Linked DNA regions of Mus musculus: regions 2, 3, 4, 5, 6 and 7 are each linked to region 1. The links are chromatin contacts, called in public HiCAR-type and promoter capture Hi-C maps. All regions are on one chromosome and are shown on one strand. Each heading gives the region's core, a stretch centred on a gene start, on an enhancer-like site or on the middle of the called end of the contact. The rest is flanking DNA. Distances are from core to core; before and after follow the strand shown.

Region 1 (4,280 bases), core at 480-2,979:
TGGTGGCCATGAGCTTGATGTGCATGCCCTGGGGGCCGAAGCTGTTGAGCACCAGGAGGGGAGGGTGGTTAAACTGCTGCTCGTGCATCCGGTGTCGGCGCAGGGAAGAGACCACGTCCCGTATCAGTGTATACTGAAAGGAGGGAGAAGAGAGGCTAAGCACCCGTGTGACCAGGGCCCTCCCCAGGCAAGCCGGGCTCTCATATCTACCCTTCTCACCTTGCTGATCTGGAACGTCAAAGTGGGGCCTCCTGGGAGCCGCATCAGCTTCTGCCAAAGAAAGGGTGGGTGAGGGTGCAGGGGTCTGGCTGGCGGGTGGGGCGAGAGAAGGGAAAGCCCTGCTCCTTCACTTCAGAGCGTTTACTTTGAAGCCAGCATCACAAGAGCTCAGGGCAATGGGCTCATCATCAGACAGGAGCAGCTGGGGCTCAGGGAGGGAAAGGGACGGTGTGGCGCGCACTCACCAAGTATACACTGTTATCTGTTTTGGTCAAAATAAGGAAGTGTGTGACCCCCAGGGGGCCAGCCACTGCCACACAGTCCTTCAGGGAGTTCTTCTTTCGAACCTGATAAATGGAGAAAGAAACGGACACAAGGGGCTGGTGAGATGGCTCAGTGGGTAAGAGCACCCGACTGTTCTTCCGAAGGTCCAGAGTTCAAATCCCAGCAACCACATGGTGGCTCACAACCATCTGTAATGAGACCTGAGACCCTCTTCTGGAGTGTCTGAAGACAGCTACAGTGTACTTACATATAATAAATAAATAAATCTTTAAAAAAAAAAAAAAGAAACGGACACAAACATTGAGAGAAGACGTTTAAACGATTATTCTGAGATGGTATTTCTGACCACACACTCCTTTCTGGAGGTATTGGGGTTTTACCTGTACCCCTAAACTATTGCCCCAGCACTCAAAAATACTCTTTAAAAAGTATTTTTTACAAGCCTGTTGGGAGGGACGCAAAGATGGAGGTCAGAGGACTTCAGGAGCTGTTTCACCCCCTCCACTACGTGGGGCACAGGAATTGAACTACAGTTTAACAGCAAGCCCCCTTTCCCACTGAGTCACCTAGCGATTGCCCCCAAAGTATGACTTTCCGTTTTTTACACAAGACCTCACTATGTAACCACAGATGGTCTCTATGGTGATCTTCCCCCTCGATTCTATTCCCGATTTCGCCTGCACACCATTAAGCCTGGGTCAGAGGTGCTGGGGATTCAGCCAAGCCCTCCCACATGGAAGGCAGGCGCTCAGCTTCTGGCCCCAAGTCCTCGCCAAGATGCCGAGCCCCGAACCTGGAGCTGAAGGGCTGAGGGATACAGACCTGCAGGCGGGTAGCGGTGAGAGGTTCCATGACCCGCCGCACATCCAGGCTGAGCTGCCGGACATTGCGACCCGCTCGGCCTCGCGTGAACACGAACGAGTGCGGCTGTGCAGCGTAGGACTCGAGGTTGCGGAGCTGCGCCTGGGCGCGATTGCGCTTCTGATGTCGGGACTGCGGGGACGACAGGCAGGCGGTGAGCGCCCAAGCTTCGGCCGCGACCCCACCAGTGCCCCATGCCCGCCCAGGCCGCCGCGCCTCACCCGCCCGGACTGCCCCATGCTGCCTGCTTCCCCACGAGGCAGCCTCTGTATTCGCTTCCGGCGCACACCGCTCACTTCCGTGCAGGAGACGCAAAGAGGACGGACTTTACGTGGCCAACTTCCGGTGCCACGCGGCTCGTAACTCTTCCCACTTCCTGCGTGCCGGCCAGTGACGTCATCCAACGGTCCTTGGCTCCGGACGGCTTAAAGGACCGAGAATCCTTTCCAGGGGTCTTTATAAAGATGCCGTGGTCCTTTTTGCACAAAAGAGAGGGGCCTCACAATTATTTGAGGGTTCGAGTCCCTATCCTGAACGTTTCGGCAAGCGTACTGCCCCCTTTGTTTGGCCTTTCAGTTTTTTATTCTGAAACAGGATCTCACGCAGCCCACGCTGGCCTGCAACTAACAGAGATCCGCGTGCGTACACTGAGCGCTGGGATTAGAGGCATGTGCCACCCTTCCTGGCTGACTAAACTCACACAGATCCGTGGGCCCGTATCTTCCAAGGACAGGAACTAAAGACTTGTACCACCATGTCCACCCCCTCTCCAAATAGATTGTATTTATTTATTTATTTTTAAATATTTTTTATTACATATTTTCCTCAGTTACATTTCCAATGCTATCCCAAAAGTCCCCCATACCCTCCCCCCCACTTCCCTACCCACCCATTCCCATTTTTTTTTTTTTTTTGGCCCTGGCGTTCCCCTGTACTGGGGCATATACAGTTTGCGTGTCCAATGGGCCTCTCTTTCCAGTGATGGCCGACTAGGCCAATCTGTGGTGGTGCATATGAGGAGATCAGAGGGTCATTTTTAAGAGTTGGTTCTCAGGCTGAAGAGATGGTTCAACGGTTAAGAGCACTGACTGCTCTTCCGAAAGCCCTGAGCTCAAATCCCAGCAACCCCAAGGTGGCTCCCAACCATAATGAGTTCTGACGCCCTCTTCCGGTGTTTCTGAAGACAGTTACAGTGTACTTACATATAATAAATAACTCTTTAAAAAAAGAGTTGGTTCTTTCCTTTTGCCATATGAGGCCTGGAGATGGAGTTCAGATCCTCAGACTTGGTGGTAGGTGTCTCTACTCAACTAAGTCATCTTGCCAGACCTCTAAAATGTTTTAAAATATAATTGTGTTATGCTCATGGGTATTTTGCATGCACAGATGTTTGTGTGTCACTTCTGAAAAAGGAGCTGGAGTTACAGATGGTTGTGAGTTGCCATGTGGGTGCTAGGGATTGAACCTGGGTCCTCTGTAAGAGCAGCTAGTGCTCTTAACCCTGAGCTAGCTCTCCAGGCAATTTTATCGGCCAGTGACGTCAGCTTACCAGTATTGGATTCCCTTATGTTTTTCATTCATCTTTAGTTTGACTCCTTCATTTTCTCTTTCTTCCTTGCATCTATTTCCTTCCTTTGTTCCTGCCCCCACTTCTCTCTCGCTCATTCTTCTGCTAGTCCCATCTGTTGTATCTTAACAGCCATTCCTCTATTCTGAGGCCCTTAACATACCCCCAACTAAGTATCCTGGCACCCTGCCTTCTGTGAATAAAGATGCAGTCCTGATCCTGGGCACAGTGGTCCCTGACACTTGGGGCTCACGCAGTTGTCTGTCAGATCCTGAGGGCCATCTTTGCTCCCCAAAATCCTGTCTGCAGATGGGCAGAAGTGTGGAAACTTCCTCTGGAAGGCAAGCACTCTGAATCTTTCAAACCTTCCTCTCTCCCTTTAACCCCACCCCCCACCCCCATCTCAATTGCAGAACCTTGGGCTCTTCCCAAAAGTCCTTCAGTGAAGGGAAGAGCATTCACCCCAAGGCTTAGCATCTTATGTCCCTTTTAGGATCTCCCTCTGCACCTCCTATTTTGCCTTCCCACCCCATCTGGCTTCCTATTTTTTTTTAAAGAATTATTTTATGTATATGAGTACATTGTAACTGTCTTCAGACATACCAGAGGAGGGCATCAGATCCCATTACAGATGGTTGTGAGCCACCATGTAGACGTTGGGAATTGAACTCAGGACCTCTGGAAGGACAGTCAGTGCTCTTAACCACTGAGCCATCTGGCTTCCTAGCTTCCTATCCTTTCCCCTCCCCTTACAACATTACCACCAACTGTCAGTGTAGCTACACAGGCCCAAACTATTTTCTTTCTTTCTTCCCCTGACTCCCTGGGTTTTTGGAGACAGGGTTTCTTTGTGTAGCCCTGGCTTTTCTGAAATTAGCTCTGTAGACCAGGCTGGCCTTGGTCCCCTCCTGCCTCTGTGTTCTGAGTGCTGGGATCAGAGGCGTGCCCCATCACTGCCTAGTGGCTATCTTCATTTTAAAGTGTGAGCATACACAGGAATGTGAGCACACTCATCCTTCTCTTTTTCTTATTGTTTGAGTCAGGGTTTCATTATGTAGACCAGGCTAGTTTGGAATTCACAGAGATCTATCTGTCTTAGCCTGGAAATTAAGAAGACTAGGCATAAATTTCTCTTTTAAAGAACTGGGCAGGGCTGGAATGATGGCTCAGTGGTTAAGGGCACTGACTGCTCTTCCAAAGGTCCTGAGTTCAAATCCCAGCAACCACATGGTGGCTCAAAACCATCTGTAATGAGATCTGATGCTCTCTTCTGGATGACAGCTGCAGTGTACTTACATATAATAAATAAATAAATAAATAAATCTTTAAAAAAAAGAAGAAGAACTGG
Region 2 (4,280 bases), core at 724-3,223, 1.3 Mb before region 1:
AAGAAAGCACATAGACCAGAGCTCTGGGGTCGAAACTCATACACCTAGTATGGTGTAGAGGAGAATCGACCTCGAGCCAAATTTTTCACAGGCTTATATAGGAAAAACTCAAGGGGGGAGAGCGGGGCAGGGAAAGTACAAGTTTGCATAACTAAGGGGTTCTGCCAAGGGAATTCTACGTAACTAAGGGGTCATATCCTATTATTTGGCAATGTACCCGGTTCATTCTGAGGTTGTTCCAGGAGGCCCTTATCTCAAAAATGTTCTTGGAACAGTCTTTAGTTGGGAGGGTTCGAACTCTAGGGTGAGGAGTTCAGGAATGCATTCTGGGGTGAAGAGTTCAGGAGTGTTCTGGGAACAATCTCTAGATGGGAGGGGTCGGGCTCTGGGGTGAGGAAGAGTTCAGTAATTTTTTTATCTTTATTCTTCAGAAGAAGAGGGGAATGAAAGGAAATTAAATAAAATAAAAGGTTTAAACTAAAAAGGCCTGGGACTGAGACTGCAAAGAAAACTAGCCCGGGCATGCCCGAGTCCGTCTTGAAGCTAGGTCTCCCAGGTCTCCCGGTCGTAAAGAAAGGGAGGGAATAGGAACTGCTTCTGACGATCTTGGCTGACTCTTTGACCATCTGGCAGCCCGGCGCCTCCTGCTTGCCCCCCTTTCTATAGAGAGCATAGTTAAAAGCTGAAACATTAACCAGATGCATTGTCGACTCTGATAAGCCCCCGGCTTTAGAATTCTTATACGCCCCGGTACTACTCTGCTCACTACCGCGCCAATTCTTCCTAGACCCTACCCTATCAAAACCCTGAGTTTTTGAGTCTCAGGGTCGATTCCTCTGTCTCCTGAGTGAGATACGTATTGATTGACCCGGAGCTCGGCCATTAAAGCTGCCTCAAGAAGGTCTCTCATGTTTCTTTGGGTGACCCCGCGACCTGAGACTTGAGTGGGGGGCTCCTTCTTGGGGTCCTACAAGATGGCTCAGCGATTAAGAGCACTGACTGCTCTTCCAAAGGTCCCGAGTTCAAATCCCAGCAACCACATGGTGGCTCACAACCATCCGTAACGAGGTCTGACGCCCTCTTCTGGTGTGTCTGAAGATAACTACAGTGTACTTACATATAATAAATAAATAAATAAATCTTAAAAAAAAAAAAAAAAAAAAAAGAGCAACTCAGGGCCTGAAGAGATCTCACAGTCATACTGCTTCCCCCTTGCCTTCTGCTCCTCGGTACCACGTCACAGTCTGCACCACACACATCCAATGCGTGGCTATTCCTGTACCTCAGCAATTTTAAGATTAAGTCTATCAGATACTTTAAAACTACTGTTTAGGACAAGGAACTGAATTTTTATCTTCCCCACTTCCTCCAATTAATGCGCAAAAATATTTAATCCTCGGGGATCCTTTCAGACCCACTAGTCTCTCATCCATCCTAAGGATGGGTTCTATCAACATCTCCCAAGTCTATAAAGTTCCTGATTGGTGACAGCCAGGACACTGACAGGCCTATCCCAGAGTGACAGACAGATGGAGAGTCACCCCTACTAGACCCAGCTCCCTGCACCCAGCTTCCGAGAGTTTCCAGACAGGGCGCAGAGTTCCCCATCCCAACCTTGCAGGTAAACGGAAGCCCAGAGTTCCTAGTGTGACACCGGCGCTGAAGCGACCCAGCGGTCAGGCATTCCTGTCTCTTGCCTGTGGGTGGCAGAGCTGTGCAGGGCGTTGCAGCCAGCTCGAGTCCCCACGCATGGTCGGGGCGCGATAGGACGCTCCGGGGTGCCCTGAGCCCGCCCAGCCCCCATCCCACAGCCATCCACACCGGCTCCACAGGGACGCCGCGCCGAGCTCACCATGATGGGACTGGGAGCGTCCTGTGACTCGGTCTCCGCCACCAGCACAACTTCCCGCAACGGACGCCTGGGGACCACAGGACCCAAGATGGCAGGCTCAGACCTCCTCTGAACTTTCTAAATCCACCCCACTTCCTCATTTCAGAGCGGTCCTGTCACAGGGCCTGAGTGACAGTCAAAGTCACCAATCGATGACGGAAGGCGGGGCGTAGCAAAGGGCATAAGGCTGTCTGATCATACGGAAAGTCTTAGCGGACAGAAAAACGGTATCACAATAATTTATTTTAATTCCCGTGAAGTTTTCTTACTGTGATGTGATGTATGTGTCTCTGTGTGTGTCTCTGTGTTTCTCTGTGTGTGTGTGTGGCGCGGGGGGTGGGTGGGGGGTGCTGACCTGTGGATAAATGATAAGATTAAGCAACTCTGACCCAACCCAGACCGACTCTGACAAAACACATACCAGAAAAAAAAAAAAAAAAAAAAAAAAAAAAAAAGTGCTGGCTGAAGGCTACCTGGGCCCTCTGGGGAACGAAGGTACTCTCCAAGGATGACCCGATATCACCCAGCCAACCAGACAAAAGGTCTAGCCATCCATCACCAAGTGCCTAGAAGCTGTTACTGTAATCTGCCCTCTAAAAAAAAAAAAAAATGTATACGGTGCTTGTAAGCTAGAACCGGGATCGCCCCCTGTCTCTTGCTTGAGAGACTGCTGAAGATCGATCCCTGCGCACCAGAAAAAATAAACATAGATCTTGTCTCACTTGGGGTCTTCCAGCAGGTAAAGCCCCTCTGGGGCTTTACATGAGAAGCATTTTTTTTTTTTTTTTTTTGGTTTTTTTCGAGACAGGGTTTCTCTGTGTAGCCCTGACTGTCCTGGAATTCACTTTGTAGACCAGGCTGACTTGGAACTCAGAAATCCACCTGCCTCTGCCTCCTGAGTGCTGGGATTAAAGGCATGAGCCGCCACGCCCCGCTGAGAAGCAATTTTTTTCTTTTCTTTTTTTCTTTTCTTTTCTTTTTTTTTTTTTAAGATTTATTTATTATTATATCTAAGTACATTGTAGTTGTCTTTAGATGCACCAGAAGAGGGCGTCAGATCTCATTAAGAATGGTTGTGAGCCACCATGTGGTTGCTGGGGTTTGACCTCAGGACCTTTTGGAAGAACAGTCAGTGCTCTTAACCACTGAGCCATCTCTCCAGCCCGAGAAGCAATTTTTAACACAAAATTTAAAACAGTACTGCAAAACTTTTTTATTAAAACCACGGCTAATGCTCAGAGTAATGAGTTGCATTATGGCCCTTTCATGCAGATGTGTAATTATACTGTTTTCATTCATTCTGTATTAACATTCAGAGTATAATAACCAAATAGAAGACCAACAACATTTTAAATCTGTCATGTTGTAATATCCCAAATTAACGTGTAAGCCCCACCTGCCTGGGGACCAGGTACCTTCCTGGAATGCTGTAAGCTGTAGTTCCTGGAAAATAAGGAAACCCCATGGCAAAGAAAGTAGAGGGTAGCCTATGGGTTTTGTCTTTACAAACTCCTATAGCACGTGACCCTGGCCTATAGCACGTGACCCGGGCCCACTTTCAGCTGGGAAATTACAGGAAATAAGTGGTTCTAACCAAAGTCCATCTCTTGGTCAATATTTAATAAAGTTTACTTCAAATTTGGCTCAAAATGGTGGAGTTTGGGTTTTTTTCTGGTGAATCTCAGCATTAGTAATGTAGGAAAATTTAAAGGCTTGTATAATGTGCCCCACATATGCGTATTACCTCCATTCCATTGGGTATTTGTAGGCTATGATACTGTGCTTACACATGTTTTAATGAAATGAACTGACTAACATTGCCCATTTTGTCCAGATGTATCCATTTAAGAGCACAGCAAAGCGAGGAATTGTGGCTTGAGTTTGTTGATACTCACAAGGAAAAACCTTTCCTAAACAGAAGCTGATGGCAGCACAATGGTTGAATCCATGCAGCATATACATCCTGAATAAGAACTTACAAAGGTCACCCCGTTCAGTCAGAACCTGGGTTTGGAGACCCCACCATCCACACAGTTCAACAGTCGTCTGTGTGGATGTATGTGAAGTGACTGGCTTATGAAACGGTTTGCTGCTGTGTGAGGCCTGTCAGCGGGGTCTGTGTCACACTTACACAGTGCAATCCTTACTGCGAATTTTGTTCCTGGCTGAGCCCAATGTAGTAGTGAGCTAGGATCTGAGGGGAACTGTGTAGGGTCCTCACCTTCACGAGACTTTTGTACTGTAGACATTTTGGTTAAAAAACAAAAAAGTAAGAATCGTGTCAGTCAACAAATTTGTATCCAAACAAATAGATCTCGGCGTGACTAAAAAGGCTGCGATAATAACTACCCCAAAGTGTTAAACTCCATCCTGTGTAGATAGTATACTC
Region 3 (4,280 bases), core at 543-3,042, 1.3 Mb after region 1:
GACGATAAAAACAAACAGATGAACAAAATTAAAAACAACAAACAAAAAACAAAACACCTCCAGAAAAAGACAAGTTCCTTGACATAAAAATAGAAAAAATTCCAGCATATGGGAAGCCAATTTTACTTAAGAGTCAGAAGGAAAGCAGGGTCATCTATGATTGTGCTAGATAAACTCACTACCAATATTTCAAATCTCCATCCAAACCAGGATATAACAAATGTGTATAATTAAAAGGAAGCATATTTACTTATTTTAGTCAGGTGACAGAACTGCCTATGAACAACATCCAAATACTGTACTAAATTAGTAGAAATATATATTTTAGAAATAATCTTGATCTCAAATTCATAAAGTATAACAGCTTGAAGAAAATGTTATTGAAAACACAGGTAAGGAACAACAATATGAACCACAGAATTCTAAGGTGGGGGATAGGGGACTTTTGGGACAGCATTTGAAATGTAATGAAGAAAATACCTAATAAAAAATTAAAAAAAAAAAAAAAACAAGTAGAAAAAAGGTTGAGAGGAAAAAAAAAGAAAATACACTTAAAATCAAATTGCTCAGCTATATAAACAGATTAACTATAAAATTTAATGGCATAAAAATGTCAATATTCTAAAGACTAAAATACAGACCCAACACACCTTGGAGAGAGAAATGCAGCATCTGGGTTTTACATCTCATTTTAAAATATAAGGTGTGACACTATTGAAAAGTGACTACCTTTTGAGTTTAAGATACTTGGTGCAATGGGATACTTGGATCAGTAGAAAAATGATTTCATTAAAATACATAATAGTATTGGGGGAACAGCAAAATCCACATATTTCACTATAGGGGAGAGAAAATATGTACTATAACAAGAGCACACGAGTCTTTAATGATCTCCATCATAATCTAGCTTATAAATTCACTAAATGGTCATCGTTTTAATATTTTTTCATAATATAAAAATTGCCATTTTATTTAAAATTTAAGTGTTCAATTTCCCTGGCACCTATCATGTTCATTATTGTGTAACCATCATCACTAACTTCTAAAGTCATGTTTATTACTTACGGATACCATTGTCACCTTGTAGACTACAAACAAAAATTTGGCCTCTGCAAAAAACATAGCTATTGCTATCTTTAATTATCTTTAATTATATGTTTATTGAAGTTGTGGCTTTTATATAAAAGCTTGGAAAAATATTATGGAAAAAGTTCAAAGTATTTAATTAGATTAACTTTCAAATTAAATTACAACTATGTTTACAAGTAATTTATTCACATGAGGATTGTCAGCCAACAAACGCATAAAGCAACTGATGATTTAACATAATAGAAAAGGTATTAGGCAAGTTTCACAATAACAAAAAGAAAAAGGTGTGCACATATCAATGATAGTTTTAGGAAGGAAACCCATGCTAAGAGCAATCACTGTCATTCCGACACCCCTGAACATCCTGGTCTACATATTTTAAAACCTCTCCTGGGTCGCCAGGATGGGGACCTCAAGGCACGCCTCCTAAGGTTTCTGCTGTCCTCATCCCGGCCACAGCCCTCCGCTTCCTGGAGCTAACGGGTTAAGTGACGAACCACGGGCTTACCAGACTGAGGGTGGAATCCAGGAAGCGGAAGTCTCCGCGGCTAAGGCGGAAGAACTAGAAGTTCACGCAAGGCCCCGGAATGCTTCAGAACGCTTCGGGGAACAGGAGGGTCCAAACACAGGGGAAACCCCAACTATCCTTTCGCACATGTGACTTCCACTAGCTCCCCGAAGCAATGGCTTCTACTTCACGTCCGTCTTCGAAATCTCGCGAAACTTCATAAGCCTTTTATAACGTGAAACCTTCACGGCGTGCATCTTGGGAAATGGAGTTTGATAACCTTAATGAGCCGTGCATTCTTGGTGAACTAGGAACTCTCGCGAAACCGATTAATTGCTTCTAAATGAGATTGAAATGGTTTATGGGAAATGTAGTTTCTACGTTGGACGGCCCTGACAAGGGTTTATGGGAAATGTAGTTTCTAGTTGGACGGCCCTGACAAGGATGCTCAAGTAGAATATATATATGTGTGTATGTGTGTATGTGTGTATGTGTGTATGTGTGTATGTGTGTATGTGTGTATGTGTGTATGTGTGTATGTGTGTATGTGTGTATGTGTGTATGTGTGTATGTGTGTATGTGTGTATGTGTGTATGTGTGTATGTGTGTATGTGTATATGTGTATATGTGTATATATGTATATATGTATATATGTATATATGTATATATATGCTTTTTCCAAGTTCTAATTGCACCACATCATCTTATGGGCCTGCCTTCAGCTTGTTCTTCTTTCTAAGATCATCAACCTGAACCTGTTAGCAGTCACTCTTCCTACTTTAAATATTGTATGCAATCACTATAACCCATAACCCATACCTATACCCCCAAAACTACACTGCCTTACTTAAGATATTTAGACACATATTTAAATACTGAAAACACACCCAACCTAACCTCAAATATAGCAGCTTTATCAACTTGTTCGTTTCAAAATCGGTGTCAACACAAAACTACTCTTGCCGCAGATAAATTTGTTCACAAACAAATACCAAAGACCATGACCCAGAAACACCAACTGAGGGTGTGACAAAAGACAAATTTTTGCCAAGGAACTGCACACATGGGATTTTATTAGTCATAGAATGAAAAGAGTGAAAGATCAAGGCATTTAATAAATATGATGGGTGATAGATTAATATCTTGCAGAAAAGTAGGACAAAAAACTCTGCTGTGTATCTGTGTTGCTATCTATAGCATTGTAAGTTTTTAGGATTGATTAAGATTATTCATGTCTTAATAATATATGTTAAAGAATTTCATAAAGGTTGTTCAGCCAGATATAGGGATGGGCAATGAAATGAACTGAGGATACTGGAAATTGCCTAAGTTAATTTGATTTATGATAGTATTTGAACTTCACATGAAGTTATAAAGTTCTCATAACCATAGTATTTCTGCATTATCAACCTATCCTCTCAGCATGGACCATGAAAATCATGATACTATTAAAGATTAAAGAATCTTCAAAGTTAGTATACATTTGTATTCTCTTTTTCCTTTCTTTTCTTTTCTTTTCCTTTTTTTCTTTTCCTTTCTTTTCTTTCTTTCTTTCTTTCTTTCTTTCTTTCTTTCTTTCTTTCTTTCTTTCTTTTTTTTTGGCAGTAGGGAAATTTCAGATAGTAGCAGTCAACATTTTTATACTTCTATTTGTCAACCTGCATTCACTAATTCACAAAATATTACTCATTTTACCTTGAATGGGTCAATTTAACACTAGCATCTACCACACTGAGAGTCAAAAATGTTACCAGGTAGCATCTGAGACATACAGCAATGATTTCCAGGCTCTTGCTGTAACTCTGTTGCTGTTTGAAGGTAAAATTGTAGCCACAAGCTTATGTAGCTGACCAATACAGGGACATCTGTTTATGCAATCTGTGTAACCTTTAGGAACTGGAACTTTGATAGAGTCACTAGAGTGGGTAGGTCTTGAGGTTTGAGAGTCTGATTCCGGTTCCATTTGCTCAGTGCTTCTTAACAGCAGATGCAATATGACAAGCTGCTTTATCCCCTACTGCCAGGATTTCCCAACCAGAATGGACTGAATCCTCTCAAACTATAAGCCCAAATAACTCTTTAATTTTAAGTTACTTCTTGTTATTTATGTTGTCACAACAATAAGGTAAGTAACAAATAGAACTGTGTAAAAATAATGGTCCTACCAAAAGCAAACTTTAGATTCAATGTAAAATTCACATCAAATTTTAAACAAATTCTTCACAAAATTTGAAAGGACAATTTTCAGCTTCATTTAAACACACACACACACACACACACACACACACACACACACACACACACACACAATTTGTTACAGCTAAAACAACCCTGAATGGTAAAAGAACTGCTGGTATCATGACAACTAAACTCCAATTATACTACAGAGCTCTCGTAATAAACAGCATGAAATTGGCACAAAACCAGCCACATTGATGGATGTAACTCAAGACTCAGACATAAGTCCACACTACTATGGAAAACTGACTTTTTATAAGGAAAAAAGAAATACACATTGGATAAAAGACACATCAAAGGTGCTAGTCAAACTTGATGACTGTATGTAGAACAAGCCAAATAGATCCATACATATAACCACGTGTAAAACTTGACTTCAAATAGACTAAAGATCTGCATATAAGTCCATATGCACTGACTCTGACAGAAGAGAAAGTGGAGGGTA
Region 4 (4,280 bases), core at 514-3,013, 1.3 Mb before region 1:
CTGCCTCTCACAGCTTGAGGTTCCCCAGAACTAAATGAGAAGGCAATAGGCGGGCAGAGAGATGGCTCAGGGGCTAAGAACATGAACTCGCATCCTTTATGGATGATCTGAACACAGCTCCGGTAGCCTACAACTGCCTGTACCCCCAACTCCAGGGACCCATCACTTGCATGGCCTCCTTGGGCACCCACACTCACATGCGCATACCCACACACAGACACACAATTAAGAACAAATCTTAGAAGAAACAGTCTTTGGATGAAGGCTGGTCGTGTTCCTCTCCCATAAGACATTTTATTGAAAAGTATTTTTCAGCTACAAAAGAATCTGCAACAGCCAGGAACCTCCGGCCATGCCCCACTCCGCAGGCAGCCCGAGCAGGAGGGGCCTCGGCTCCCCTAGTTATGTCTGAAGAGCTTCAGGCCCATCCATGTCCACAGATGGAAGAACACGTACACAGGCACGGTGACCGGCAAGAGCAAGCTGTAGAAGCACAGGCTGCTGGCGCTGGTGCAGCCCTCTGGGAAGCCTTCCTCCACGGAGGCGGAGTAGAGCAGGCCTGCCAGCGAGACCAGTGGGATGAGGACGGTCATGGTGGGCAGGGACCGGATCATCTTCCTCCCTTCTTAAAAGGTTAACTGTCTCAAGAAAACTCAGTTGTTTGAAAAGTTCTGTTCTCGTGCGGGTGCGCTCTTGTCTTATCTTCCCCTTGTCCCGACTCCTCATTCACCCAGGCATGCTTCCCAAGGGCACGCAGAAAGTCCAGGGGTCCCAGGCCGAAGGTGCCGGCTCCTCAGCCTCCGCGTCACACGCAGCGGTTACCAGCGACTGCAGACACCACCTGTGTCCCTCGCAGCGCAGGCGAGAGGTCTTTTAACTGTATGAGAAAAATGCAAGATGACAAGATGAAGGGCAGGCGACGGGAAGGGAGAGGAAAGGATGGGGAAGCAGCCAGTACCAGCACTGAGTAGGTTAGAGACAGGATTGCTGGAACCGGCAGGCTGGCCTCGAACGTTGTGATCCTCCTGCATCAGCCTCCCCAAGCCACCACATCCGGCTAGAAAGAAGCCTTTAAAAAAAGGAGTGTCCTCCAAAACTGCCTATAGTGACCCCCATCAGAGGTATCAGTATTGAGGAGGCAGTGACAAAAGAACGGCTGCCAGACCATGCTTAAAACACTACAAGTGTCATGAATTACTTTGGGAAGTAAGCAATTTGAAAAACAGAATGAAGGACAGGTGGACTGATAATGTTTTTGTGAACTGGGGAAGCGGAATGCGACCTACAAATCCGGGTTCGCTTCAGACATCTGAGTGAGGCTTTCTATACGAGGACTGGCTGGGAACCAGCACCAGAACCTGGGGCCAGGTCACGAGCCACCCGCGGTCAATGCACAGACCGAAGACAGCGCCATCCCTTGGGCGCAGTCGCCTCGGGGACCAGAAGGGGCAACGAGCCCGCTGCAGTCTCTGACCGACGGAGGGACAGAGCCGAGCCGAGCCGAGCCGAGCCGAAGAAAACCGAGCCGAGCCGAGCGGGGCAAGACAGGACAGGGGGAACCCGGCCGAACCGAAAACGAACCAGCCAGACAAACGGAGTCGGCGGCGTCCATGGCGCAGACGCCAAGCTGGCGCGAGTCCCGCCCCAGCCGGTTTCAACAGCTCCTCCGCTCGTATTTCGAGACCCTCAACTCACCGTTTGCAGGCCTGTAGGAGTCCGGTCCCTTCGGCGCCTGGCGGTGACAGTCACCGCCCCACGAAGGCGGGACAGCCCGGCCAGCCGCCCAATCAAATCCCTGCAGGGGCGGGGTGAGGAACCCAGATCCCGCGATGGAGCCGGTCCGCGCGTGCTCATTGGACAGTTCACCTTGCCTTCGCTCCCAGGCTCAGGCTCCGCCCCCGTGGTCTTGATTGACGGGTGAGGCCAGAAAGACTCTGAGAGCACCGGATAGCTAAGGATCCCATCGTCTCTGGCTGGGCGTCCCCTATGCTAGTCCTGCTGGAAGTAGGAGAGGAACGTATTTGCCACAGTTTATTCATGGCGCTCCAGAGCAGACAGTGGGGTCTTTCTGCACTGAAAAGCCTTCCCCACTTTTTTTTTTTGGTTTTTCGAGACAGCCCTGGCTGTCCTGGAACTCACTCTGTAGAACAGGCTGGCCTCGAACTCAGAAATCCACTTGCCTCTGCCTCTGCTGGGGTTAAAGGCGTGCACCACCATGCCCGGCTGCCTTCCCCACTTCTAATTGATAAACTTGAATCCTGAATCGCACCTGGCCTCAGCCACTATCATCTATCCTCTTAAGCAGCGGAAAGATGACTGATACATTATTTTACGTATGAATCGGTAAATGGCAAAATAATAGTTTGTGCTGATGAGATGGCTCAGCGAGTATAGGCGTTTCCTGCCAGGTCAGACTACCTGAGATCGACCTTCCGGTACCCACATGGTGGAGAACTATTTTCCTCTGACCTCCACACATGTATTGTGGCACACCTGAGTGTACTCCCGCAAAAAGTGCAAAATGAAGTTTTAAGAGAAAATGTAGCCAAGCACACTCCTAATCCTAGCACTCCTTAGGCAAAAGCTAGCGGATTTCTGTGAGTTCGAGACCAGCCTGGTCTACATAGCAAGTTCCAGGTCATCCGGACTACATAGTAAGACGATGAGTGTGTGTGCCTTGGGGTTGGGGGGAGGGACGGTGTTCGTAAATGCTGTCCACGGGGCCGGCCACTGCCTTGCCTAGTGAGGCAGTGTTATCTCTGATCCCAGCGTAAAGAAAAATGAGGCTGAGCTAGGATTCTGCACAGTACTGCACAGGAAGCTCCATCCCTTAATCTTCCCGCAAGCTAAAAGATCAGAAAGTTTTTCTTCTCAGAGGTAAGTAGTGGTATAGAGTCCGTGCAGCTTCTGTTGCAACCACAAGGTGGCAGGAGAGAGCTGAGGACAAACCATCCTATGGTTTACACAGAGCAAGTAACAAACATTTTTTAATTTAAAAATTTAAAATCGGAACAAAAAATAGCCAGCAAGATAGTTCAAGAGGTAAAGGCACTCACTACACACGCCTGTGAAAAGGCCAGTATTGGCGCAAGATACCCAAGACCAAGTTCTTAGCGTAGAGGGGTTTTGCCCCAAAGTTCAAAGGGCAGGGAATAAGAGCCAAAGACAGGAGATAGAGGATGAGGGAGAAGGGGGGTGGGGGGGGTCACAACAGACAGGATGATGACAGCACAGCAAAGGACTGCCTCTGGGTAGAGGGGAGAAAGACGTGGTGCACAGGGAAATGGCGGTTTAAAAAGGTAAAGAGGAAACCCCGTGTTAGGACAAGGTGTTTTTTGTTTTGTTTTTTCAAAGGTTTACTTTTTGCGGGGCAGTGGTGGTACGCGCCTTTAATCCCAGCACTTGGGAGGCAGAGGCAGGCGGATTTTGAGTTCAAGGCCAGCCTGGTCTACAGAGTGAGTTCCAGGATACCCAGGGCTACACAGAAAAACCGTGTGTCGAAAAAACAACAACAACAACAACAACAACAAAAGATTTACTTTTAATGAATATGAGTACACTGTCGCTCTCTTCGGACATACCAGAAGAGGGTGTCAGAGAGATGAGGGGCAGACAGCAGAGGGGTCACGATCTATCATGGAGGGACTTCATTGCAGAGACTCAAGGCAGAAGTTTGAAGCAGAAACCACGGAGGACCACTTCTTACTGGCTTGCCTCTTCTCCCACACTCAGACAGCTTTCCATGTAACCTAGGCCCACTTGCCTAGGTTTGTTACCGCCCACGATGGGCTGGCCGCTCCTATATCAGCTAGAAACCAAGAAAATGCCCCAGAGACAGTCCCACAAGCCGATCTGATGGATGTAATTCTTCAATTGAGGACCCTTCTCCCCAGATGACTCTAGTGTGTACCAAGCTGATGGTAAAAACCAACCAGCAGGATGCATATGCACCTGGCCTACGTCTTGCACACACTTTACCCTTTTACAAGTAAGGGCGTTTCAGTCTAAGATTTTCATTAGAGCCTCTACAGTCATGGTACCTTTAAAAATGTCTTTCTCAATTGCCATTTCCCCCTTTCTCTACTAGCTCTCCTTAACCTTTAGGTTAATTTTTTAAAATATTTTTTAATTTATTTTATGTATATCATGTGGTTGATGGGAATTTGAATTCAGGACCTCTGCTCACTCCGGTCAGCCCTGCTCACTCCGGCCTAAAGATTTATTTATTATTATATCTAAGGACACTGTAGCTTTCTTCAGACACACCAGATGAGGGCATC
Region 5 (4,280 bases), core at 742-3,241, 1.2 Mb before region 1:
TTTTCTTCTTCCACCATGGACTCTGGGTATTGAACTCGAGTCACCTAGCTTGCAGGGCAATCATGGTTACCTTGTGAGCTGTCTCTCCACCCCACGGTTGGCTTTTTGAAACAAGAATTCACCGTATAGCTTGGGTTTTTCTGGAGACCACTGTGAAGTTAGGCTGGTCTCTGGTGTATGCAGATTTCTCGTTTCCCAATCCTGAGTGTAGAAATTAAAGGGTCGATTTACCATGCCTATCTTTGATTTTTTTTTTAAGTTTTGGGGGCTGGAGCTAAGTTGCCCAGGCTGACCTTGATCTGTTTAGCCTCTTGCTTCAGCCTCCACAGAGGCTGGCATGACGACTTACAACAAGCCAGGCTAAGACATCGGATTGTTTATTTTAATTCTGTGATTTTATTTATTTTGATACGAGGCATGATGGCTGGCCAAGTCCTTGTGGTTAGGAGTCAAAAGCACGGCATGGTTGAACACACCTGTAATCCCAGCTCAGGAGGCTGAGATAGAAGGATTTCATTGTCAGAATGGGCTATAGAGAGAAACCCTGTGATTGGCTGCCCCAAGCCCCTGCTGCCAGTCTTCCACGTCGCCGCAGACCATGCCCTTGAATTGTGAGCCAGAAGAAACTCGTCTTCTCTCACGCTGCAGGCAAGATATTTCATCAAGTCGGCAAGCTACAGGGTAACATGCATAGACTTATCCCACGTGCATTTGTGGTTTTGTTTTGTTTTTGTGAGCCTCCCACTGTTGCCAAGGTTAGCTTTGAATTATTCACATTAGCCCAGGCTGGTTAAGAACTAGCACAGATCTTGTTTCTGCCTTCTGAGTACTGGGATTTAAGTCCTGAACCACTACACTCCTGTGTGAGTAGATGCTGCCAACCAGAAATGGTCTTCAGAAAAGGCAGTTCCAAGGATGGCACTGCCCCCTATAGGGCATTCTCTTTAAAGCATGCGTAACAACGTGTGACACAGCTAAGCACTTTCCGTGTGTGTGTGTGTGTGTGTGTGTGTGTGTGTGTGTGTGTGTTAAGAATTGCCTTTACCCGCTGAGCCATCTTGCTGGTCAGAGCCTTTAATTAAGAAAAGAAGTATGTACTCAGCAGGTATATTTGTGAGGGTCTGCATGTGAAAGCCAGACCCTCACATCTCTCCATCTTACATATTGATGTAACGCAGTGTCTCTTGAACCCAGAACTCACCTCATCTGGCTAGTCACCGTGCCCTGGGGATCCTGTCTCCTGCAGGCTTGGATTACAGGCGGGTAACCAAGCCTACCTGGCTTTTCTGTAGATGCTAGGGATTCAAGCTCCTGTCTTCAAGCTTACCTGACAAGCGTGCTGGAGGCCCATATAAGGACCCTGGAAGAAGGAAGGCTCACTTTTCTTCGCCTGCTTGCATTTACTTGCCAGTACGTCTGTTGGAACCTATTTCTATTTCTTTACCAGCTAAACCAACTGGCCTCGTGGGACTGAGCGACGAACTACTAGATTCTTGGACTTCCCATTCACAGCTGACCATCGTTCGGGTAGTTGGACTACAGACTGTTAAGTCATCACAATAAATCCCCTCAATATAGAGACATTCCATAAGTTCTGTGACTGTAGAGAACTCTGACTAGTACAATGTATTTTGACCATTAAACCCCCTTACCCGTTCTCCTGTCTCACAATCCCGCTGATCCCCTCCCTCTCCCAACTCGTCTCTTCTAGGGCTAGGATATTGGAGTGAGCATGGAGGGTAGGGAAAATCTAGGGTTTCAAGGAGGTAAGACAAGTGAGACGAATCCAGGAAGATGATTACAGGTGAGGACCTTAACCAGGATGAGTACAGGTGGAGCCACCGCTCCTCGCGATCACGAACACCCCTAGGATTTTGCTTGTGATTGAGCAGGACTGTGGCGCATGCGCTGTAACAATTGCGCGGAGCCAGGTAGTTGGAGGCGGGGTCTACACGCGCATTTAATTGGTTAAGGAGTGGGCGGGAAACCCAAAGCGATATTTCCGTTTCCGTTAGGGGCCGGAAGTTAGCGTCTCCTGGGTGAAGCGGCCTTGGCTGAGAGGCAGGGCTGGTACAAGTAAGTGTAGGGTCTCGCGGGCGGGCGTTGGGCCGGGCGGACCGGCGCTCTTCTCTAGATCACCCGCAGGGCGTAGAGCTGAGGCCGGGGCATGGCTTTGAGGACGGCCTCGTGGGGAGCCTGACCCCTGGATCCCTGCAGCTGGGCGAGCGGGCGGCGCCACCGAAACCTGGGTGAGGCGGACGCCGTCGCTCTGCCCAGATCCCTTCCCGCCGTCCCGGTCGCCTCGGGACACCATGGCTCGTTCGCAGGCTGCGGTTTGCCGGTGGGATTCTGGGGCCCCACAGAGACAGATTCCGGGCAATTCACTGATTTGTTCAACAAGTAGTTATTAAGTGCCTAAGGTATACCAAGCACTGTGCGTCCTGGGGATACAGCAGTGACCAAGTGAAATCCTTCCTCAGAGATTGATGGGCAGGGTGGCAGACGCCGGAGGAGCTTTGAGGAGTTTTAAGGTGATCGTGAGTTTGTTTTGGATGCTGTGTGTGTGTGCGCGCGCGGGAGAGAGAGAGAGAGAGAGAGAGAGAGAGGCAGCCAACAACTTCACCTGCCAAGCCATCTCCCTTGCCCTATTTTGAAAGTGTTAGAAATCTTTTGTCCTACATTTTTCCCTATATGTGTAGTAGAATGTGTACAGAAGTTAATGGACAACTTGGGAAATACATCCTCGCTTTCCACCTTTACGTGGGTTAGGGTTCCAAATTCAGCTTTTCTGGCTTGGCAGCAGTGCCCATAGCAGCTGAGACAGGATCGACTAAGATGCCCCGCCTGCCCCGCCTGCGATTCCGTTGTAGCTAGCTGGTTGCCAGGGCCAGATGGGAGGGGATGCAAACACATCCACCTAGACAGTTGACAGCTGGGCTCGGCACCAGGCAACGCTTCACCGTGAGGGTTTGGCCTTTCCTTTTGTGTGTCTCACACTTTTGTCTCCGTTGCTCCGGGAGCTTCAGCCATTCGTTCTGAAGTAAAACGACGAGAAAACCCTTCATCTGGCTCAGACTCTTCCTGGCTGTCTTGTCATCAAAGCTGCCTTTTGTCATCTGGAATGACTCCAGAAGAGAAGGTCTTTCCTGATCTCTTTCACCCAAAGTAGCCCCAGCTCAGAGATTTGTATTTCGCTCTAATAGCCTCGTAGAAATAGGATTCATCCAGTTACAAGTTTTCTCAGGAGCCTGTCATCTGTAACTATTAGTACAGATATATTAAAGATTTATTTATTTTTATCTTTTGTGTCTGCCATATCTGGATCCAGGGTATCTGATATGTGACCTCAAAACCCACAGATTGAGGACCCCTGCCCTAGAGCCTTATCCATGCTTGGCTACTATCAGCTGAATTCATCCAGTTAAGCGTGTTCCTGTTGCCAGGTGGTGGTGGCACACGCCTTTAATCCCAGCCCAGGAGAGACAGGGGCAGGTGGATGATAAACTTGGATCTCTGAGTTCAAGGCTAGCCTGGTCTACATAGTGAGTTCCAGGACAGCCAGGGCTACACAGAGAAACCCTGTTGAGTTTTCATGTTAAGAGCTGTAAACCTGCTGGGCGGTGGTGGCACACGCCTTTAATCCCAGCACTCGGGAGGCAGAGGCAGGCGGATTTCTGAGTTCGAGGCCAGCCTGGTCTACAAAGTGAGTTCCAGGACAGCCAGGGCTACACAGAGAAACCCTGTCTTGAAAAAAACAAAACAACTGTAAACCTTTATTTTATTTTATTTTTTAAAGATTTATTTATTGTTAAATGTAAGTACATTGTAGCTGTCTTCAGACGCACCAGAAGAGGGCTTCAGATCTCATTACAGATGGTTGTGAGCCACCATATGGTTGCTGGGATTTGAACTCAGGACCTTTGGAAGAGCAGTCAGTGCTCTTAACCGCTGAGCCATCTCCAGCCCCTGTAAACCTTTATTAACATGGGTTTTTTAATTTATTTTTATCATATATATAGAGATAGACGCTTTGCCTGCATATATGTCTGTGTACTTCCTTTGTTTTGTCTTGTTTTAGACAGTAGATTTAAATTGGTTTTGTTGCCTACACTGGCCTCCAGCTTTCAGTAACCTGAAGTGCTGGGAGTTGCAGAGTGGGCTGGGCTAGCTCAGACTAGACTCCAACTGAGATGAGTTTTCCACCCTCCTCCCTGAGCCTCCTGGGTTCTAGAACTTCTGGCACATGCTAACATGCTGGCGTTTTCCAGTTCTCTCTTTTT
Region 6 (4,280 bases), core at 1,169-3,668, 1.2 Mb before region 1:
TCTTAGGCTCCCCTGTAGAGGTTGGGGAGTCACCGCCCTGCTCTTCTTTGCAGATGTCTTTGCCCAGTGACTCGACAGGCATGGAAGATCCCACACAGCCTCACATTGTAGGTAAGGCCCCAGCCTATCCCAGTTTCTGCTGGATCCCTCTGGGCCCACTAAATGAGCTCCTGGGCCTTTTGCTGCTAAGGCACCAACAGGTTCTCATCTCTACACCAGGAATCCAGAGTCCAGATCAGCAAGCTGCCCTGGCCCGCCACAACCCATCCAGGCCTGTTTTTGTTGAGGGCCCCTTCCCTCTCTGGCTTCGTAATAAGTGTGTCTACTATCACATCCTAAGAGCTGACCTGCCACCTCCTGAGGAAGAGGTGAGTTACTGGCCAAAGCATTTGCTGCCAAGCCAGACCACCTGAGTTTGACCCCCAGGGCCCATGTAGAAGGAGAGATCTCACTCCTACAAGTTGTCCTCTGAATTACACAGGGGTATGCATAAATGTTTACCCAAAAAAAAAAAAAAAAAAAAAAAAGGCAAGGCAGGCCGAGCTCTCTGAGTTTAAGGCCAGCTTGGTCTACACAGCAACTTCCAGATTAGCCAGAACTACAGATTCTGTGTTGGGGGTGGGGCTGGCACTGTCCTGAAGGCTCAGCTGAGGGACAGGTTTTGTGTTCTGGCCTCTAATCCTGCCTGCTCTCTTGCCTGAGGTAGAAAGTAGAGGAGATCCCAGAAGAATGGGAGCTGTACTACCCACAGAAGCTGGACCTGGAATATTCAAGGAGTGGTTGGGACGACTATGAGTTTGACGTGGATGAAGGTAAAAGCAGGTCTCAACACAGCACATCTGTGTGGTGGCCATTTGTCCACGCTCCACAGGATGAGGGGTCATATGCCCCCCAGGGTACCTCTCCTTGGCTACTCCCTCTCCCCTTTGTACTATCTTTTAAGGAGCATTCTATACTGACTAGTGATGTGACCAGAATACGCGCAAGCCTCAGGTCAGCAGGGAACAGTCAAGTTATATGTGGGGAGTTGGGAGGAGGCACATGGTAGCCTCCAAGTTAGGGCTCAAACTTAGTCTCTTGATAGTATCTGAGCAGCGGGTGGCATGGCCAAGGGAAATGTAGAACATTTATGTGGCACAGGGAGCTGGCTGTGAACTCATGGAGGTGCTCAGAGTACGTCACAGTGGTGAGACACAAACTCTTCTCCTAACAGTGACAGAAGGCCCTGTCTTCGCCATGTGCATGGCTGGTGCCCATGATCAGGCAACATTGATCAAGTGGATCCAAGGCTTGCAGGAGACCAACCCAACCCTGGCACAGATCCCAGTGGTATTCCGCCTGGCCAGGTCCACGGGGGAGCTCCTGACAACTTCAAGGCTGGAGGGACAGTCCCCTCCCCACAGTCCTCCCAAGGGGCCTGAGGAAGATGATGAGACCATTCAGGCAGAGCAGCAGCAGGGGCAAAGTTGAGTCAGATAGAGCTGGCATGAGGAGAAAAGACTGGGCTGGTATGAAATAATATGGAGAAAATAAAAAAATCAAAACCTCTTCCCTGGCCCTGTGGCTTCCCTTCGTATGTTCTGCATGGGCTCTTTTGGGTTTACCACCTTGGGACCCTTTTTTAAACTTGTCTTTTCAAAAATTCCATTTATAGATGGGCGTGGTGGCACACGCCTTTAATCCCAGCACTCGGGAGGCAGGCAGACAGATTTCTGAGTTCGAGGCCAGCCTGGTCTACAGAGTGAGTTCCAGGACAGCCAGGGCTACACAGAGAAACCTTGTCTCGAAAAACCAAAAAAAAAAAAAAAAATCCATTTATATATTTATGGTATGGGAGGGATGTGTGGAGGTCAGAAGACCATTTGCTGGAGTCTGTTCCGATATATGACCCTGTGAATCTCGGAAATGTAACTCAGATTGTCAAGTATGCCAGCCATCACCTTACCTGCAGAGCCGACTTGTTGGCCTTTAAAAACATCTTTTAAATGTATTTACCTTTATTTTATGTGCATTGGTGTTCTGCATGTATATATGTTTATGTGAGAATGGTAGATCTTGGAATTACAGACAGTTCTAGCTGCCATGTAGGTGCTGAATTTGAGCGCAGGTCCTCTGGAAAAGCAGTGAGTGCCCTTAACCAGTGAGCCATTTCTCCAGCCCTTTTGAAAAAATCTTTAATCACATTGCCGAAGAATTCAATAGAGAGGCAAGGATTACCTGAGTTTCAGTACCCAGTGCCTCTACCTCCCAAATAACTGACTTGTCAACAGAACGCACTTCCATGGCCTGGGCCGGACGGACTACGCGCATGCGCAGCTATGGCTAGTTGTCCCCGTTTGGCGCCGCGGGCAGAGAAGACCCTGTGAGAAATCTCCCGGCGGCGCAGACTAGGCGCGCCACTTCCGGTCGAGGCTCCTAACAACGGGGGAGGCCGGTAACCAGGGAGGGGGGGATGGCGGAGCGGGCTCCAGAGCCCGGGGCGGAGGCGGAGGCGGGCGCAGGCGGGGAGGCGGCGGCAGAGGAAGGCGCGGCAGGCAGAAAGGCGCGGGGCCGGCCGCGGCTCACCGAGTCGGACCGGGCCCGGAGGCGGCTCGAGTCCCGGAAGAAGTACGACGTGCGGCGCGTGTACCTGGGCGAGGCGCACGGCCCCTGGGTGGACCTGAGACGCCGCAGCGGCTGGAGCGACGCCAAACTTGCCGCCTACCTCATTTCGCTGGAGCGTGGCCAGCGTAGCGGTCGCCACGGGTAAGGGGGCGCGGGGCCGGGAGAGGGAGGGAGGGAGAGAAGAAGCCGGGGGAGGGACGAAAAGGGCAGCGGCCCCGCCCCCGGAGCGTGAAGCCCCACCCCCGGGCCGCCTGGCGGCCCTCGGTCTCGGGCTTAGGCAACCCAGACCCCTCACGCGCCTCCTCGCGGCTCCGCCTCCGACCCATTGACTACCCAATGCAAGCCTGTGCCCCACCCCTCTGCCCGCCTTCGGAAGCTCCGACTGGCCCGTCTGAAGAGTCGACCCGCCTCCACTGGCCTGGCCTGGGGCTGGCTCTCAGGTGTAAACCTCCAAAGGTGCTGGGCACTCTGATTTTCTGCGTATGAGTGCCTTGCCTTCGTGGATATATGTGTACCACGTGCATGAACTACCTGCAGAGGTCAGAAAAGGGTGTCGGATCCCCAGAAACCACCATTGTGAACCACCATGTAGGTTGTGGGAACCAAACCCGGATCCTCAACAAGAAAGCAGCCTTAACCCAGCCACCTGTTTCAACAACCTTGTCAGGGTTACTTGTGTGCATCCTGAGTGCTGGGACTAAAGGCATGTGCCAGGCTTGGTGTGAGGGCACTTTTATTCTTGTGTATGTGTGCGTGTGTGGTGTATGTAGGCCCACATAAGGAGGTGGGAAGACAGCTTTGCAGAGCTAGTCCTCTTCTACCACGTGCCCTCTAGGGATCAGACTAAGACCATGAATGGTTCACCACGCTGTAGTTGTCAGACCTATTGGTAAACTGTCATGTGCAGCTTGCCACACTGAGAAGCAGGCTCTGAAAGTGTAGATGGCCTCTCCTGTTTGAGACTCAAGCATGTCTCTCTCAGTGTCCTCCAGGAAGAGACAAGGACAGCAGAAGTGCCCAAGAGTAAAAACCCCATGCCCTTAAGAACAGCTAGAAGGTGGAGCATTTCCAATAGAGGTTACTCCTGCTGTCTCACAGTGCAGGTGTCCACAGTGGGAAGACAAGCTGGATGCTAAGCCATGGAGGGAAAGCTCACCCTGGGACTCCAGCTGTTGCCCCAGCTTCCCCAGCCAGTAGCTGCATGGTGTGAACACTGGATTGGATATTATCTGTCTGGTTTGCACAGACAGTTCCAGCCAGCCAGGGCTGCATAACGATACTCTATCTCAAATAAAATACAAAATGAAAATAGAGAGCATAGAAAGGGTTTGGCCCATAGTAAGGGTTCAGGTGTAGCGTGTTCTGCTCTTGTCTGCACTCATCTGTATGAATGATTCTTTAAGAGTTGATTCTAGGCCCTGAAGAGGTTGGATCAGTAGTTAAGAGCATTTGTTGCTCTTTCAGAGGGCCTGGGTTTGGTTCCAGTCACCAGCATTGTGGTTCACAACCATCTGTAACTCCAGTTCCAAGGGATTCCATGCCCTCTTCTGACCTCCAAGGGCATCAGGCAGGTGCAGAGACATGAATGCAAGTAAAAACTTATGCACATGAAATAGTAAAATCATTTTTAAGAAGTTATCCAGGCATAGTGGCACATGCCTGTAATTCCAGCATTT
Region 7 (4,280 bases), core at 518-3,017, 1.1 Mb before region 1:
CAACGGTGAGTGGGCAAAGGAAGGCTCTGCTGGCCTTACTTATCTTAAAGGTCTCATTACTAATTTATCATTAGTGTGGAGGGCTGTGTGTTTCCACCCAAATGTGGAGGTCAGAAGACAACTTGCAGGAGTCAGTTCTTTCTACCACGAGGGTCCCGGGAATCAGTCAAATTACCGTGCCTGTTGCCAAGGGATCTTGCCAGCCCTGATGACAATAATGCTAGTTTATAAACAGAAAATCTACATTTTTCAGGTCTTTGAATCTGCACCTGTCTCTGAAGTAAGTATCCCATCCAAGGGAGACCCAGGACCAGGGAGGTTGTCACATCCCAAAGTTAAGGACTGGCTTCCAGCACTTGAATCTTTCTTCTCTGGGCTGAGCTTAGAAGCCTGGGCAAGCCATGGGGTGACCTTCATCTCTCCACAGGGTAAGAAACTCACTGACCACTCTGTCCTAGGGCTCAGTTTGCCCAACTCTAGGCTGGCTCGAAGGCAGCAATGCTGTCCCAAGCCTAGGGCATCTGGCTGCAACCAGCACTGTGCAGGAAAATATCGCTTAAGTAATGGCAGATGTGGGGCATCGGCCTCTGCTTCTTTCTGGGTTTCAAGGGCCACAACAAGCCCACAACTGCCATTGGCTCCAAGACGGTGGCTAAAGAAGGCAGCAGTATCCAGAAGCAATGCAGCCAAGTAGGCGGCTTCCTGGGCACTGGGATCCTCTGCGAGATATTCTTCCAGGCCGTCCAGGAGTAGAAGGGATGGGGTCGGTGCTGGGGCCTCATGGGCAGAGGCCAGCAGCTGGAGAAGCTCTTGAATTGAGGATGGGTACTGGAAACGAACCTTCTAGAAGATAGGAAAAGGCTAGACTTAATATAGGAGGTCAAAACTCCCTATTATGGCTACCTCACTTCTATACTTTCCGGTCTAGGCTCTCATGGTCCATATATAAAGTTCCAGGATGAAGCACCAGCTCAAATACTTCACCCTTGTCACCTGCCCTTCTCCAGCAGTTGTCACTGCTCAAGATTATTTAAGGAAAAAACATTTTTTTTCTTTAATACAGGGCCTCATGTGACCCAGGATGATCGCAAACGCGTTTTGTAGCCAAGGATGGCCTGACACTTCTGAGAACTGAATCCCAGGCATATATTATCAAGTCTGGTTAAAGGGATAGAAAGAACCCAGGGCTTCGCGCATGTTAGGTAAATTCTCTGTTCAGTTAATCCCAGTCCGTATTTTTTTGTTGTTGTTTTTGGTGGTTTGTTTTGGTTTGTCACCCATGCTCACCAATGCCGCCCGACCACAGGACGGTCTTTCACTTCATCTTAACTAAACCCGCACTGTCCCGTCCCACGACCCTACTCCGCCTCTTCCACCCACCACTTCCACAGACGCTTTATGACGATTTAGTTGTGAATCTACGATTCACGCTGCCATTTGCCTATCGAACTGTCACTCAGGCGCGAACTAGCCCGCCATTGGGTAACGCATTGCCAGGTCCAGCCCTCCGTTTACCTGGAGCCGCCAATGCTCTCGCGCTGTGGGTGTACTGAGCGGCAGGCTCTGAAGGGGCCTTCGCGTCACGAAGAGGACGGACCCGCGGCCTTCCCCTGCCGCCTCAAGGGCGGCTGCAAACAGCAGCGACGTCTGCGCAGAGCGCGGAGCGCCGAGCAACAGCAATGGCGGCCCGGCAGCGCCATCCTCTCCTGGCCTTGCCGCGCAGCCGGCATTCAGCACCCGCCTCAGCGCCTCCGCCATTTGCTGAGTGCCGCTGACCAATCAAAAGCGATATCTCATCTTGGGCCCGCCCACACAGAGGCCTCATTGGCTATAGTTCACAGACTAAGTTCGTCGCTGGAGCTGTCAGCCAATGATCAAAACACGGAGCGTGGAGGAAGTGGGTACTTTGAGGGAATTGCTGCAAGAAGCCGTGTGATCGATTAAAAGGAAAGGAAGGTCGAGGGTCCAAACGTGCTCCAAAGAGACGCCCAGGCTCTAGGTCGGAGCTGTAGAGAATGGCTCAGTCGTTACGAGCACTGGCTGCTCCTCCAAAAGACCCGGGTTCAGTTCCCACCATCTACTAGGTGATTCACAGCCATGCACAAGTACAGTGTGAGGGAATCCGACGCCCTCTTCTGGACTCCGCGGACACGTGGCACCCATATATTTATGGCCCCGCGCTTATACACACACTCATGTAAAAATAAATCTAAACATTAAAAAAAGTAGAAGCCGGTCGGTGGTGTCGCGCACCTTTAATTCCAGTACTTGAGTGGCAGAGGCAGGTGAATCTCTTAAGATCAAGGCCAGTCTAGAGAAACCGTCTCAAAAAAAAAAAAAAAAAAAAGTAGGTTCCCTTAGATATATATTGAGGTTTGCAACCAGCCTGAGTTACATGAGCACCTATCTTTAAAAATAATAATAATGATGATGATAACCAGACTTTTAGCTTGCCCACCTGCAAAATGAATATTGTGATTCCATGTGATCATTGTAATGCGTTGGTGTGAACAATTGCTGATGTCACCGAAGCAAAGTTCACAGAGACCTGTTTGCTTGTCTCTGCATAGTTGAATATGGGGAATTTTATTTTTTGGTAGGGTCCCAGACATTTTAGCCTGTGCCACTATGATAAGTTAATACAAGGCTGGGGGTGAAATTCGGGGTTTTGTCCATGCTGAGCAGGCACTCTGCCCTCCATGGGGGGAGGGGTGATTACATTTATTTAGTTGGTGTGAGTGTGTATATACTCCCATTGACACAGAGTGCATGCACTCTGAGGACAACTTCTGGGATGGGATGCAGTTCTTTCTACCCCACCATGTGTGTCCCCTGGATGACAGATTTTTAAAAAAAGATTTATTTATTTATTTTATGTATATGAGTGCTCTGTCTTCATGTACACCTACATGACAGAAGAGATCATCAGATTCCATTGTAGATGGTTGTGAGCCACCATGTGGTTGCTGGGAATTGAACTCAGGACCTCTGGAAGAGCAGTCAGTGTTTTTTAACCGCTGAGCCATCTCGCCAGCCCCTGGATGACAGATCTTCAGGGCTGGTGGCAAGAGTCCTCTAAGCCATCTCACTGGCCCCGATTTCTGGGATTTTTTAAAAATCTTTTTTTGTGTGGGCGTGTGCAGGATTACCTGTGCCACCTAGCGTGTGGAGGTCAGTCCTTACCTTCTAGCTCATTTGCACAGTGTGTCTTGTTCACTGCTGTGTATGTCAGACTGGATGACCGTCACAGCCCCACCACGAGACCGATCCTGTGTCCAGTGTTTAAATGGGTCGACTCTCAGGCTCGTGCCTGTACATCCTGCACTGTACATACTGAGACCTCTCCCAGGTTCCCTGTATGAGGGCCCTTTAAGAGGCCTGTCATCTAACTTTCTTTTTGGCCTGGGACCTTCTTAATGCCTGCTTGTATTAAGAGGAGAGAGAAAATTGTGTGTGTGTAGAAAGAGAGAGAGAGAGAGAGAGAGAGAGAGAGAGAGAGAGAGAGAGAGAAGAGAGAATGAGGGCTTCATTCACAAGAGTCTATGACCACACTGGAAAAGTGCAATTCTTGTCAAGTCACTGAATGAAAGAGGAAGAACTGAGGGAACCAAGGTGAGTGGTGGGTGATCCTGATTTCTCAGCCAGTCTCTTCACCCAAACTTGGCTCGTGAGCTGTCACTCAAGCCTGTTTCCCTGGAAACCTTGTCTCCTAGTAACTTCAAAGTGGTACGGTTGCCTGGAGACCCAGGAACAGGGCGGAACTGTGATTTCCTGAGCTTACTCTTTCCCTCTGGGGACAGAAAACAGCTTCACAACATCCCCCAGTACACCCACACACACAGCTGGGCACCCTCACCCTGAGCACACACACACACACACCCTGCACACACACATGCACACCCCAGAACACACATACCATGCACATACACACACCCTGCATGCACACACATGCACACACATGCTATGGCATTCAGAGTTCTATTGCCCCCACACACATAAACAGCTGAACCCTGACACAAAGCATTCCATACAATATTCCCACTTTATACTCCACACCCTGACCCTTGCGCGCGCGCACGCGCACACACACACACACACACACACACACTAGGACACAGGTTGAGAAGACTATGTGGTGGGGATTCTTCAGACATCCTGAGCACAGTTATACTGTTGTAGGAAGTCTGATGCTTCAGCCTCCAGCCCCCACCCAGACACAGCCTGACACTGCAAAGCTTTAAGTGCACAGATCACAACAGCACACTCTCCACGGGTCTTTT

Evidence for each region. Promoter capture Hi-C pulls out the DNA fragments that hold promoters and counts their contacts. HiCAR-type assays count read pairs that join an accessible place to other places. Capture Hi-C pulls out chosen DNA fragments and counts their contacts.
Region 2: a contact with region 1 is called in a promoter capture Hi-C map of liver, with 2.6 times the contacts expected there. The contact joins the promoter of Zfp809 here to the promoter of Ppan in region 1. A contact is called at or near these places in 3 of 39 promoter capture datasets (liver and pre-B cells) and 1 of 9 other capture datasets (liver).
Region 3: a contact with region 1 is called in a HiCAR-type map of astrocytes, with 4 times the contacts expected there. The contact joins the promoter of Zfp317 here to the promoter of Ppan in region 1. A contact is called at or near these places in 1 of 39 promoter capture datasets (pre-B cells) and 1 of 115 datasets of contacts at active chromatin or transcription factors (astrocytes).
Region 4: a contact with region 1 is called in a promoter capture Hi-C map of erythroid cells, with 7 times the contacts expected there. The contact joins the promoter of Pigyl here to the promoter of Ppan in region 1. A contact is called at or near these places in 2 of 39 promoter capture datasets (erythroid cells and liver) and 1 of 9 other capture datasets (adipose tissue).
Region 5: a promoter capture Hi-C map of erythroid cells shows a contact between it and region 1, with 10 times the contacts expected there. The contact joins the promoter of Elof1 here to the promoter of Ppan in region 1. A contact is called at or near these places in 4 of 39 promoter capture datasets (erythroid cells, liver and pre-B cells), 1 of 484 Hi-C or Micro-C datasets (B cells), 1 of 115 datasets of contacts at active chromatin or transcription factors (astrocytes) and 1 of 9 other capture datasets (liver).
Region 6: a contact with region 1 is called in a promoter capture Hi-C map of erythroid cells, with 14 times the contacts expected there. The contact joins the promoter of Zfp653 here to the promoter of Ppan in region 1. A contact is called at or near these places in 2 of 39 promoter capture datasets (erythroid cells and liver), 2 of 484 Hi-C or Micro-C datasets (both in B cells) and 1 of 9 other capture datasets (liver).
Region 7: a promoter capture Hi-C map of liver shows a contact between it and region 1, with 4 times the contacts expected there. The contact joins the promoter of Swsap1 here to the promoter of Ppan in region 1. A contact is called at or near these places in 3 of 39 promoter capture datasets (erythroid cells, fetal liver and pre-B cells), 1 of 115 datasets of contacts at active chromatin or transcription factors (microglia) and 2 of 9 other capture datasets (adipose tissue and liver).

The regions. Positions count from the first base shown.
Region 1 is chr9:20,885,624-20,889,903 of GRCm38.p6, reverse strand. Ppan (peter pan homolog) reads right to left here and starts at 1,729. Exons shown (of 11, transcript NM_145610.2): 1 at 1,587-1,729; 2 at 1,327-1,497; 3 at 465-566; 4 at 220-270; 5 at 1-133. The coding sequence starts at 1,604. It overlaps LOC115487308 (a small nucleolar RNA gene), which reads right to left and starts at 420; the gene lies at 336-420.
Region 2 is chr9:22,223,405-22,227,684 of GRCm38.p6, reverse strand. Zfp809 (zinc finger protein 809) reads right to left here and starts at 1,973. Exons shown (of 5, transcript NM_001164624.1): 1 at 1,853-1,973. The coding sequence starts at 1,855.
Region 3 is chr9:19,619,603-19,623,882 of GRCm38.p6, reverse strand. Zfp317 (zinc finger protein 317) reads right to left here and starts at 1,792. Exons shown (of 9, transcript NM_172918.4): 1 at 1,598-1,792.
Region 4 is chr9:22,154,329-22,158,608 of GRCm38.p6, reverse strand. Pigyl (phosphatidylinositol glycan anchor biosynthesis, class Y-like) reads right to left here and starts at 1,763. Exons shown (of 2, transcript NM_001082532.1): 1 at 1,696-1,763; 2 at 254-877. The coding sequence starts at 614. The coding sequence ends at 399.
Region 5 is chr9:22,114,906-22,119,185 of GRCm38.p6, reverse strand. It overlaps Elof1 (ELF1 homolog, elongation factor 1), which reads left to right and starts at 1,991. Exons shown (of 3, transcript NM_001357311.1): 1 at 1,991-2,076.
Region 6 is chr9:22,069,514-22,073,793 of GRCm38.p6, reverse strand. Zfp653 (zinc finger protein 653) reads left to right here and starts at 2,418. Exons shown (of 9, transcript NM_177318.3): 1 at 2,418-2,745. The coding sequence starts at 2,453. It overlaps Ecsit (ECSIT signalling integrator), which reads left to right. Exons shown (of 9, transcript NM_001253897.1): 6 at 54-111; 7 at 220-368; 8 at 707-812; 9 at 1,214-1,548. The coding sequence ends at 1,470. Gm16845 (predicted gene, 16845) reads right to left here and starts at 2,792. Exons shown (of 3, transcript NR_040407.1): 1 at 2,630-2,792.
Region 7 is chr9:21,953,240-21,957,519 of GRCm38.p6, reverse strand. It overlaps Swsap1 (SWIM type zinc finger 7 associated protein 1), which reads right to left and starts at 1,767. Exons shown (of 2, transcript NM_025870.1): 1 at 1,516-1,767; 2 at 1-843. The coding sequence starts at 1,758. The coding sequence ends at 250. Gm45914 (predicted gene, 45914) reads left to right here and starts at 1,514. Exons shown (of 1, transcript NR_132099.1): 1 at 1,514-2,236.